2 separate regions of the Callithrix jacchus genome follow, and region 1 is linked to region 2. The links are chromatin contacts, called in public Hi-C maps. All regions are on one chromosome and are shown on one strand. Each heading gives the region's core, a stretch centred on a gene start, on an enhancer-like site or on the middle of the called end of the contact. The rest is flanking DNA. Distances are from core to core; before and after follow the strand shown. Region 1 holds the start of SMIM15 (small integral membrane protein 15). Region 2 holds the start of ZSWIM6 (zinc finger SWIM-type containing 6).

Region 1 (4,912 bases), core at 686-3,185, 180 kb before region 2:
CCCATATTCAAGACAAACTTTAACAGGAGACTTTTAAAAGAATCTTGAGTTTTCTATGGTCATTCCAGAAAACAGCTTAATACAGTTTGTTATTTTTTGACATATCCTTAGTATGACTAATTAACAAAAATACAAATCAGCAAATTTGGCGTTTGAAAATGACAAGCCACAAAACATGTGAAATGCTCACAGAGGAGGCGAGATGGCTATTTCCAGAAATGGGAAAGAGAGGGTAAAGGAGTCATGACATCACATTAATATGCCAAATAAGCAAAAAGTACTGAGCTATTTTATGCCCTTTCAGCTTTGAGGACCCCTGTTAAAATAAGCCTAATTTAATAAATGAAAAAAGTAGCCTTAACAGATGCCATGTGTTTTGTTCCTTTTTGAGTGTAAGAAAAGGCATCCGGCAAATGAGGATTATGTGACTTGAGTGACGTTTTTCTATTTTGCCCCAGGGCTTTTCTACCTTTCATGTTTGTGTCCACTTCTTTTCAAAGTGCAGACTTAGAATACCTGGGTAGGGAATGAGTGTATATACATCCTCTTACAATTTCAACTGGAATTTTTAAAGAATCATCTACCTTATGCTTCAGTAGTGATCTCTAACTTTGTCCTGGTATTATCAGTGACCCAATCACGATTCAGATGACCCTTGATTGTCTGTCTTCTTGAGTTCTACTGTATACATCTGAGAGATGGTTTAAATTCTGTACAGTTGGTGAGTTGGAGAGAATACAAAAAAGAAAACAAAATTTAAGTCACAACTTTCAGGATAACTTAATAAAATTTTAAATGGAAAATTTCTGTATTGTATATAAGAAACCTATATGACATGTAAAATTGCCTGTAAGTTACAGTAACTTCATATCTGTTTCTTCCTCATTTGAATTTACAATTGCAAATGCCCTGTAAGAAAATCCTAATTACTGGAAATCAAGTATTTTACTAAGTTACTTATTTCAATAATAAAATTTTTTTAGTTCACTGACATATAGGAGGCAAGTTGGCTCACTGATACCACACCCATTCCTATATTTTGAACTTTTTATACTAAAAATGTTGCCATTCATTCCTTTACTGAATTAGGTACACCACTAAATAAATCAAACACCTTACCTTACTCAAAGGTTTTGGGGGGTCTATTATACAATTTATGTTCTTTTCTTAGAAAATGAGATAACCAAAACAAATTATACTAATCCACCCACAATCCTATTACCCCAGGAAAACTGGTTTTATTGTATCTTCCCACGATTTTCAACTGAACACATATGAAAGTGCCTAATACGTTAAATATCTTAGCTCCCAGACTTCATACGACCTCTCCCATACAGCCAGAATTAGGTACTACTGAGATCGACCTGCCTTCACCTTCTCCAGACCAGTAGCGAATAACCAATTTAAGTTTCAGAGATAAGCAAAAGAACTTTGCTGTAAAATAGCCATGGTCCACAGGCCACACATCTCCCTGCACCTCAACTTCGGACCCAAACGCCCCCGCCTCCCACTTTCAGGAATAAATCCTACTCTTCCTCCCGAAACAGATCGACCCGGTTCGATCTCCCAACCAGATCCGCGTGGGCCATGCAGCTGCAGCTGATGGCACTAGACGACCATCCGCACTTCCTCCTTTGTCTTTCCCTTCTTTCTTAACGTTTCTCCCTTGCTCACTCTTCCCTCCTTACCCTATCCGGGCCGCAGACGCACGGGAGCCACGTTCACCCCTGCCCCTCGGCCTTAGCAAGAGCGAGCCCCTCGTCTTGCGAGCGCAGAGCCGGGGGATCCTGGGTTGGCCCCGCCACACTCGGCGCCTCCGCCGTTTCTGCTGGGTACCGGGAGAAAAGCACTGCCGCGGCTGTCACCTGCCCTCTCTACATCTCCCCAGGGGCTCGGATCCCACTCCCGACTCACCGCCTGACCGGAAGCAGGAAGGCGGAAGTCGCGGCCTTTGCGTCCCGCCCACAGGCGTCTTGACCCGCCAGCCGAGCGGGAGGAAGTCCAGGGGTCAGTTTCCGGCTGCGCCATTGCTGCGTGGGGCTTGGGACCTCTACTTATAGGACGTGGGCGGGTGCGGGGCGGGGACAGGGCGGTGTTGAGATATCCGGGGAGCGGCAGGTGAGGCCGCGCGGGGCGGGTGAGGGCAACCGCGCTCCCTTCCGGGCTGGAGCCCGAGACTACCGCGTCCTGCGGGGACCAGGTGGTGACCGAGGAGGCGTGGAGCGGCTTCAGGACTCGAACGGTTCCGAAGCGGCTATGGACTTTAGCCTTTGACCCCGATGTCGATCGACAGACAACCCCCATCCCCTGCTCTAGCCGGACAGTTGGAGGGTCCCGGGTGGGTGAGGTGTTTGGCTGCGGGAAACTCAAGCGGCGGCAAGAAAGCAGTTGGGTCCCCACAAACTGCCCGAAGCCAAGGTGAGGGTCACACAACGACTCTTGACGATTCCGACGAGTTCATTCTGGTTCACATCCCACCTCACGCCTCTCTTCTGGGTGGACAGTAGTTACAATTCTTAGGTAAAGGGGGCAGGCTGCTGGGCCTTGGTGGATCCACTCAACCTTGTTACCAAGGGAAATGCCGCCATGCTATGTGAAAAGGAGGGTTTTGTTGTTTGTTTTTAATAAGTACCTAACTCATTTCACGAAAGAATGATCACTACCTGCCCAGAGTAAACTTGACAAGTAATTAAACTGTCAGGGCACTGAGTTCCCATAGAGGTGCTTGTTCTTTCATTACACAAATAAAGGGATGCAAAAGTCAACATGCAGAAAGAGAAAGAGTGAGTTAATGCTGTCTTCTAATCTACAGGAACTGAAAGATTAGCTTTGGTTTGCTTGGTGACCAAATTTTGTGATTGCTTGCATTGTTTGACTACCTCTGACAAATGTTGCAAGACTCTTCACTGTTTAATTCTCCAAAGACTATAGAATGTTCTCTTTGAGGAGCAAGATACGACATGTTTAACTAGTTTAGGTAAAACAATAAGTATTATTTACTAGGGAACAGGCTTTTGGCAGATAATCTAACCATCTATGATACTGTTCCTCGGGCATATGTTAATGTTTATAATGTTGTATTACCAGCAGTGTTTTCTAACTCATTTTTATTTGAAAACCTAGGTGATAGTTTCAAAGCCTATGCTGCTTAGGCCTAGCCTGTACTTCTAATAGCCAGAAAAAAGCAGACTCAGTCACTGGATTGTGTGCACTAAATACTTACTAGAGGTAACTGATTTTTCTGAAACTTCCCCAAGTCGTGAATTCAAGATGTGATCAGAATGTATTATTTTAACATTCATCATTCTGGAGGCCAACACGTGTTTTAATCATGGTAGATGGTTTTCCCAGTTACTGCCTCTGGATACTTGCAGTGCTGCATCCCTGGTTAAAAGCACAGAAGTCTTGGGCAGGAAGAAAGGGCACATAAGGAGAAAGCCTCTGTAGCTCTTTAGCTGTAATGTAGACCCCAGCCAAAGACTGGTACCTGCTTTGTAGCCTGTTAGGAACTGGACCACACAGCAGGAGGTGAGCGATGGGTGAGTGAGCATCTCTGCCTAAGTTCTGCCTACTGTCAGATCAGCAGCATCATTAGATTCTCATGGTGCGAACCCTATTGTGAACAGCAAGTGCTTGGGATCTAGGTTGTGTGCTGCTTCTGAGAGAGTCGAGCTCGTGAACTAAGATTCACAAGTCTTGGTTGAGTAATGATATGTATACTCTGATAAATCACTCTGAGCATGTTTCTACTTAGGTATGTAGAAAGCATAGTAGGCCATCTCCAATGCCCTTTCAGCTTTAAAATCTGTAAATTGGACTGGATTTGGTCATTTATCTGGCTTAAATAAATAGCATAGTAAGATATTTGATATAAACATCATTGCAAGTTTTCCTAAGGTCTTTTTTTTAAAAAACATTGTCTTGTTCTGGCCTAGCTGGAATGCAGTGGCACTGTCATAGCTCACTGCCTCTTTGAACTCCTGGGCTCCAGGGATCCTTCCTCCTCACCATCTGAGTAGCTGGGACTATAAGCTACAAGCCACTGTATCCAGCTTAGCATTCTCACTGTTTTTAAAAACTGACCAGTGTTAATTTTTTGCTTAATGTATTCAGTTCTAAGTCAAGCCCAACTAGAGAGAATGAGTTTCAGTGATGTTTGTTTGAGACAGGGTCTCACTAAGTCACCCTGGCTAGGTGCAGTGGCTCTATCACAGCTCACTGCAGCCTTGACTGCCTGGGTTCAAGGGATCCTCCCACCTCAGCCTCTAGAGTAGCTGGGACTACAGATGTATGCCACTATGCCCAACTATTTTTTTAAATTTTTTTCTGTAGAGACAGGGTTTCACTGTTTTGCCCAGGCTGGTCTCAAACTCCTCGCCTGAAGTGATTCTCCTGCAAAGGCGCCTTTCAGGGTGCTGGCATTACAGGTGTGAGCCACTGTTCCAGGCTGAGATCTTATTTCTTTGAAAAGATTCTTAATCAGGTTTTCATTCTCTCTCAACTATCTGTCAGAATACCAATTTAGAATAACAAGGAAGTAAGGTCTGATTTACTTCCAAAATATAAAATCTTATTCATGTAAGTTAAACCAAATTAACTAAACCTTATGCTGTTAATTAAGTAGGGCCTGCCTTTGCATAAGATAATTCCTGTGTAGTATATCACACCATCAGCCTCTTCAGCACTAGTGTACTCTATTGCAATTATATTTTATAAGTAGAGCCTTATAAAATTCTTTTTTCTTTTGAGAATGGAAGCCCTGTGGCAGTCATATGCCATTTTTTTGCTTAAAAAGTATTTTTCCCTTGGTTGGTACAAAATTACATGTCATTCTAACCCATGTCAAAGTTGTAAGTAGTGAAACCAGAATAAGATTCAGATAATATTATTTTAAGATAATATAGTTTAGTAA
Region 2 (4,838 bases), core at 1,250-3,749:
ACTCAAGAGAGGGGGCCAGTTCAAGAGGGAGTCAGTAATCGGTGTCAGAGAGTGCAGGGAGGGCCGGCTGGGTCAGGCTGAGCTGGTGGCCCTTCTTTTGTCTCTGAATTAGAGAGCTAAATTATAATAGATCCCTCCAGCAAACGATGGTGCCTTAAATCCAGTCTCTTGCTCATTATAATAACGAAAGCTCTAAAAGTTAGGCATTTCCAATGGTACCTGTTTTCCCGTTCACTGTGAATTAATCTCTTCCACTAACAACCCCTATGACCCCAATGAGTCATTTATCCTGTCTGGGGGCACCAGTTTTGTCATCGCTGACTTTCCAGTTCAGTGATTCTATGTGTTTATGTGTGAAAATGCCTGCTAATCTACACATTATACAAGCCTAAGTCCCATCATGACTGTTTTTGGATAGAATAGAGCCCAACTTGTGTTTTACTTTTAAACTTACTGTCTTCTATACCTATTGAGATCTAAAAATGAAACCCCTGTAGGAAAGAGACTTCTTTTTCTACTTGCCCATAAAGATCTTCCAGTTTTCCGCACAGGTTTTTTTCCTAGACATGGAGGAGATGCCCAAAAAAATACTGGACGGATATACAAAAACATAATGTCACCAAAATTTTCCTAACAAGTTAGCTAGCTGCGTTAAGTCGGCCAGCTTCCGACCCCAACGACCTACAGCCTGGGACTTTTGAAGGCCCGCCGTGGAGCTCGAGGTCTCCAGGGCCTCGGTCCCGAGTGGGAGATTTTCTTTAAAACGCGGAAGCGCGCTATCCCTTTAAATTCAGGCAGCGAGGCAAGCGGGCGGGGAGCAGCCAATAACCTTAAAAGATGCGAAAGTGTCAAAGGAGATACAGTTTATCTCCAACAATGGGAGCGGATCAGCACCACGGTTTACAGTAAAAAACAGAAGGTGGGGCTGGGAAGAACCGAGTCTCCGACGCGGTAATTAAGTCTGCGGCTTGGATGCAGATTTGACCGAGCTCTGTGGAGCGCAAACAATGTCCGCAGGGCTCTCGGTTCAGAGAGGGAGTCGCTTCTCCGCCTTCGTCCGCACCCGGCACCCGCGAGCCGCGCTCAGCACTCGCTCTCCTTCGTCCATCCCTACGCTGCTGGGCCCCGGGAGGCGGGCCTTGCGGGCGCCGCCAAGGCGGCTTGAATGCGCAGCGCGCGTCCCGAGCGCCTGGACTCCGCGCAGCCGGGCGCCGCGGTGGGAGCCGCACCGCAGATCCAAATGCGCCCGAAGCCGCCGTCCGCCTCCTGGCCCGCCGTCTGCCGCTGGCTGGGCGGTGTGTGCGCGCGCCCGCGGGGCTTGCGCGCGCCCCTGCGGCGTGTGTACTCACAAAGGTGTGTCTGATAAACCCAAAGCCCCGGCTGCGTTCCACCCCGAAAGGGAAAAACCCCGGCCTGGAGACAGGTCGCGGCCGCGGGGACCACCAGGGCATTCGGAGCTCCCCGACTCCTAGCGAGTGGGTCGGCTACCCGTCCCTAAGGGCTGAGATAGTGAGGACGGGACGGTGGCGGCCGGCTCCGGACGCACGTCGCGCGGCTGCTGGTCACGTTCCGAGAGCTTTGCGCGTTTTCGGGCACAGCCCTGCCTCCGGGACAGAGCGGACGCAGGGCTCGTGGATGGGCGCACTACAGCCAAGCCGGGCAGCGGACCGGGTGCGCTCCTTTCACACTAGGTCTGCAAAAGTGAAGTGGAAAGCCGCCGCCGAACGCAACCGTTCTTCCCATTCCCCGGCGCCGCAGCTTCGGCGGATGGTGGGGAAAGCTTCTCTAGACCGGCCGGAGGGGAAGCTGGCAGTCGGTCGGCTTCGGCCACGCCTCCACCGCCTTCCTCTCCACCCGCGTCTCCCCGGCTCCCTGCCGCATTTCTTTGTTTTGAAAGCGCCTCCTCCGCCCAGAGGCTTTTCCCCCGGAGGGCAGGCTGACTGGGGGGGTGGGGCATGGGCCCGTGGGCCCCGCCCCCCATTTAGCTCGGACCCCTCCCCTTCGCTCACCCCCCATCTCCCTTTTTCTCCCCGCTGCGACCCACGAGGCGCGTCCTCACTTGTCCGACTTCAAAGGGAGAGAGAACTGGAGGGGGAAGTGGAGTAGGCAGGGGGCGCAGAGACCCACCAACCCTCAGACCCGGCCCCGCGGCCCACCCCTCCCACGGGAACCCCGCCTGAGCCCCGCCCCCCCCGCGTCACAGCAGCCTGACATTCTCACAGCCCACCGGGCACCCAAACTGCCCGCCCCCACCACCCCCGTGTCGGCCAAGCGCTCTATTTATGTTTCAGCCCAGCGATTTGCATAGGCTCCGCCCCGGCCATAGGTTCCCCCTATCGGAGCCCCGCCTCAGCCTCTACGTCACGGAGGACACCCCGCCCCTTGTGCCCATACAAGGAGCGACGGGCCCTAGATGGCAGCGTGGCGTCGCGACGGCGTTGTGCGTGTCGCGCTTCCTTGTGCCGTTTATAGGGTCCCGGCACTTCCGCTGTCGGGTTAGAAGCGGCGCGGTCATGGCGGAGCGCGGACAGCAGCCTCCTCCCGCGAAACGGCTTTGCTGCCGGCCGGGCGGCGGCGGGGGCAGCAGCGGCGGCGGCGGCGGCGCGGGTGGCGGCTACAGCTCTGCCTGTCGACCCGGCCCACGCGCGGGCGGCGCGGCGGCGGCGGCGGCGTGCGGGGCCGGCGCGGCGCTGGGGCTGCTGCCGCCGGGCAAGACCCAGAGCCCCGAGTCGCTGCTGGACATCGCGGCGCGCAGAGTGGCGGAGAAGTGGCCGTTCCAGCGCGTGGAGGAGCGCTTTGAGCGCATTCCGGAGCCGGTGCAGCGCCGCATAGTCTATTGGTCTTTCCCCCGCAGCGAGCGGGAGATCTGCATGTACTCGTCCTTCAACACCGGCGGCGGCGCCGCGGGCGGCCCGGGCGACGACAGCGGCGGCCCCGGCGGCGCGGGCGGCAGCGCGGGCGGCGGCGGCGGCTCCTCGTCCTCCCCGGCCGCCACCTCGGCCGCCGCCGCCGCCGCCGCCACCGCCGCCGCCGCGGGGGCCGGGGCCCCGTCGGTGGGGGCCGCCGGGGCGGCGGACGGCGGCGACGAGACGCGGCTACCCTTCCGCCGGGGTATCGCGCTGCTGGAGAGCGGCTGCGTAGACAACGTCCTGCAAGTCGGTGAGTCACGGGGCAGCCGGGGACCGTCTGTCCGTCCGTCAGTCCCTGGGTGGGGGGGCGCCAGCTTCTCCCTTGCAGACAGCCCCCAGCCCCGCGCGCGCGCCAGTACTACCGCGGGTGCCCTCACCGGGACGGACGGTGCTCTGGAGCGGAGCGCCCATTTACTCCCTCTCTTCTCCGCTCCCCGTCGCCCCGGACGGGCCAGCGCGAATGGGAAATGAATCAGCAGGACGCGCCCCTTCGCGGGCTCCGCGCCCCGGGCCCGCGCTTCCCTCCCCGCATTCCTCCCGGGAGCACATCCTGGAGGTTGCTCGCCAGTTTCGGGGTGGATGTGGACAAAGGCGCGGGCGGACGGCCGGGCTCCCGCGAGGGTGTGTGTGGTGGGGCCGTGCGGGGCGGGGGAGGGGGCGCGGGCCGCAGACAATGCCGGCCGGGGCCGGGCCGGGGCCGGGCGGCTCGGCGCTCCCCCTTTTCCTATTGCTTGTCGCTGGCTCCTTTTTCTTCCTGGCCCCCGCCCCCCGCGTTTTGAGAGGAGGAGAATACATTTAAAGCCGCTCGGCGGCCGCTCCTTCCAGGGCTCCGACGGGCGAGCGGCCGCGGTGCTCCGGGGTTGCTGTGGCGTCTGGCCCCAGAGAGCTCCACCGGCCGTTCTGGGTTTCAATGTCTTTTTCCTCTTTGCGCCTCCTCAGTCTCGGAGCGGCGCAGGGGGGAGGTGGCGGGTGACCGGACCCGGACTCCGGAGGGACCACTCATCTGGAGGACGCCCTCTAATTAAAGGGCGCGAGCCCGAGAAGTAGCCGTTCGCGCTTCCTTTTCTGTGGAGCCTGCTCTAGACGCCCCTGTGCGGGCCGGGGCGCAGACCCGGTGCCCCGCTGCCCGAGTTTTGTTTGCGCCGGGTGTTCAGGTCGTGGTGCCCAGGGCGATCGGCGGTCAGCAGTTGCGGATTTGCCGCTCGCAGCCAAAGAGGTGAGCGGGCTGCAGGAGGAACTGGAGGCAGAGGGCTCGGCGGCTGCTCCCGCGTCCCCCCGGCGCGGCAGCCCGGCACTACCCAGCACTTTGTTCTCATTTTCAGGTTTATTTGTGCCCCTTTCAGTTTTCTGTCACCCCCCAAAAAGGAGAAACCAAACAAAAGAGTCTCTTTATTTCTTTTCAGGGCTCGTTAAGTAGAAGATGTTTGACAAAGGCGAGAAAAGGACTTGTGATTTAGAGCTGCACAGCCCTCCTTTCTCTGACAGATCATGAGAGTTTTCTCAAATACCTTAGTTTAAAAGCGTCCCCTGCTCCCCCTCCCCCAAAATGTTTTTTCCCCCTGTCCAGATCTTTTTCAGCCTTAGCGATGGGAATGTTTGAGCCAGACTGAAAAGAACAATGCTGTAGTGGAACTCCTTATGTTTTTTTCCTGATTGCAAATGGCATTTTTTTTGACCCCCTCCCATGTTAGCGTACTTGAAATTGTAGCATGGTTAACCCGGCACCGAATGAATGGGGATAGATTTGGACGCATCTCTGTCTCTTTGATTTTTAACTTAATCCTTTTTCTCTTTCTGTAGTCAGTTCCTTTTATCCTTTCCTTCTTTGGGAGTAGGGTGGGGGTCTGGATGGGGCCCCAAGAGAGAATTAAGATTTGTTTTAATCCTGTCTGGTTAATTTGAATTCTAATGCAATCTGCAGACGTGATT

Evidence for each region. A called contact is a pair of places that touch in the nucleus more often than the background predicts.
Region 1: a Hi-C map of skeletal muscle shows a contact between it and region 2, with 4 times the contacts expected there. The contact joins the promoter of SMIM15 here to the promoter of ZSWIM6 in region 2. A contact is called at or near these places in 2 of 3 Hi-C or Micro-C datasets (both in skeletal muscle).

What each region holds. Positions count from the first base shown.
Region 1 is chr2:148,630,661-148,635,572 of calJac240_pri, reverse strand. It overlaps SMIM15 (small integral membrane protein 15), which reads right to left and starts at 1,935. Exons shown (of 3, transcript XM_017969904.4): 1 at 1,689-1,935; 2 at 585-710.
Region 2 is chr2:148,454,309-148,459,146 of calJac240_pri, reverse strand. It overlaps ZSWIM6 (zinc finger SWIM-type containing 6), which reads left to right and starts at 2,499. Exons shown (of 14, transcript XM_035291529.3): 1 at 2,499-3,159. The coding sequence starts at 2,514.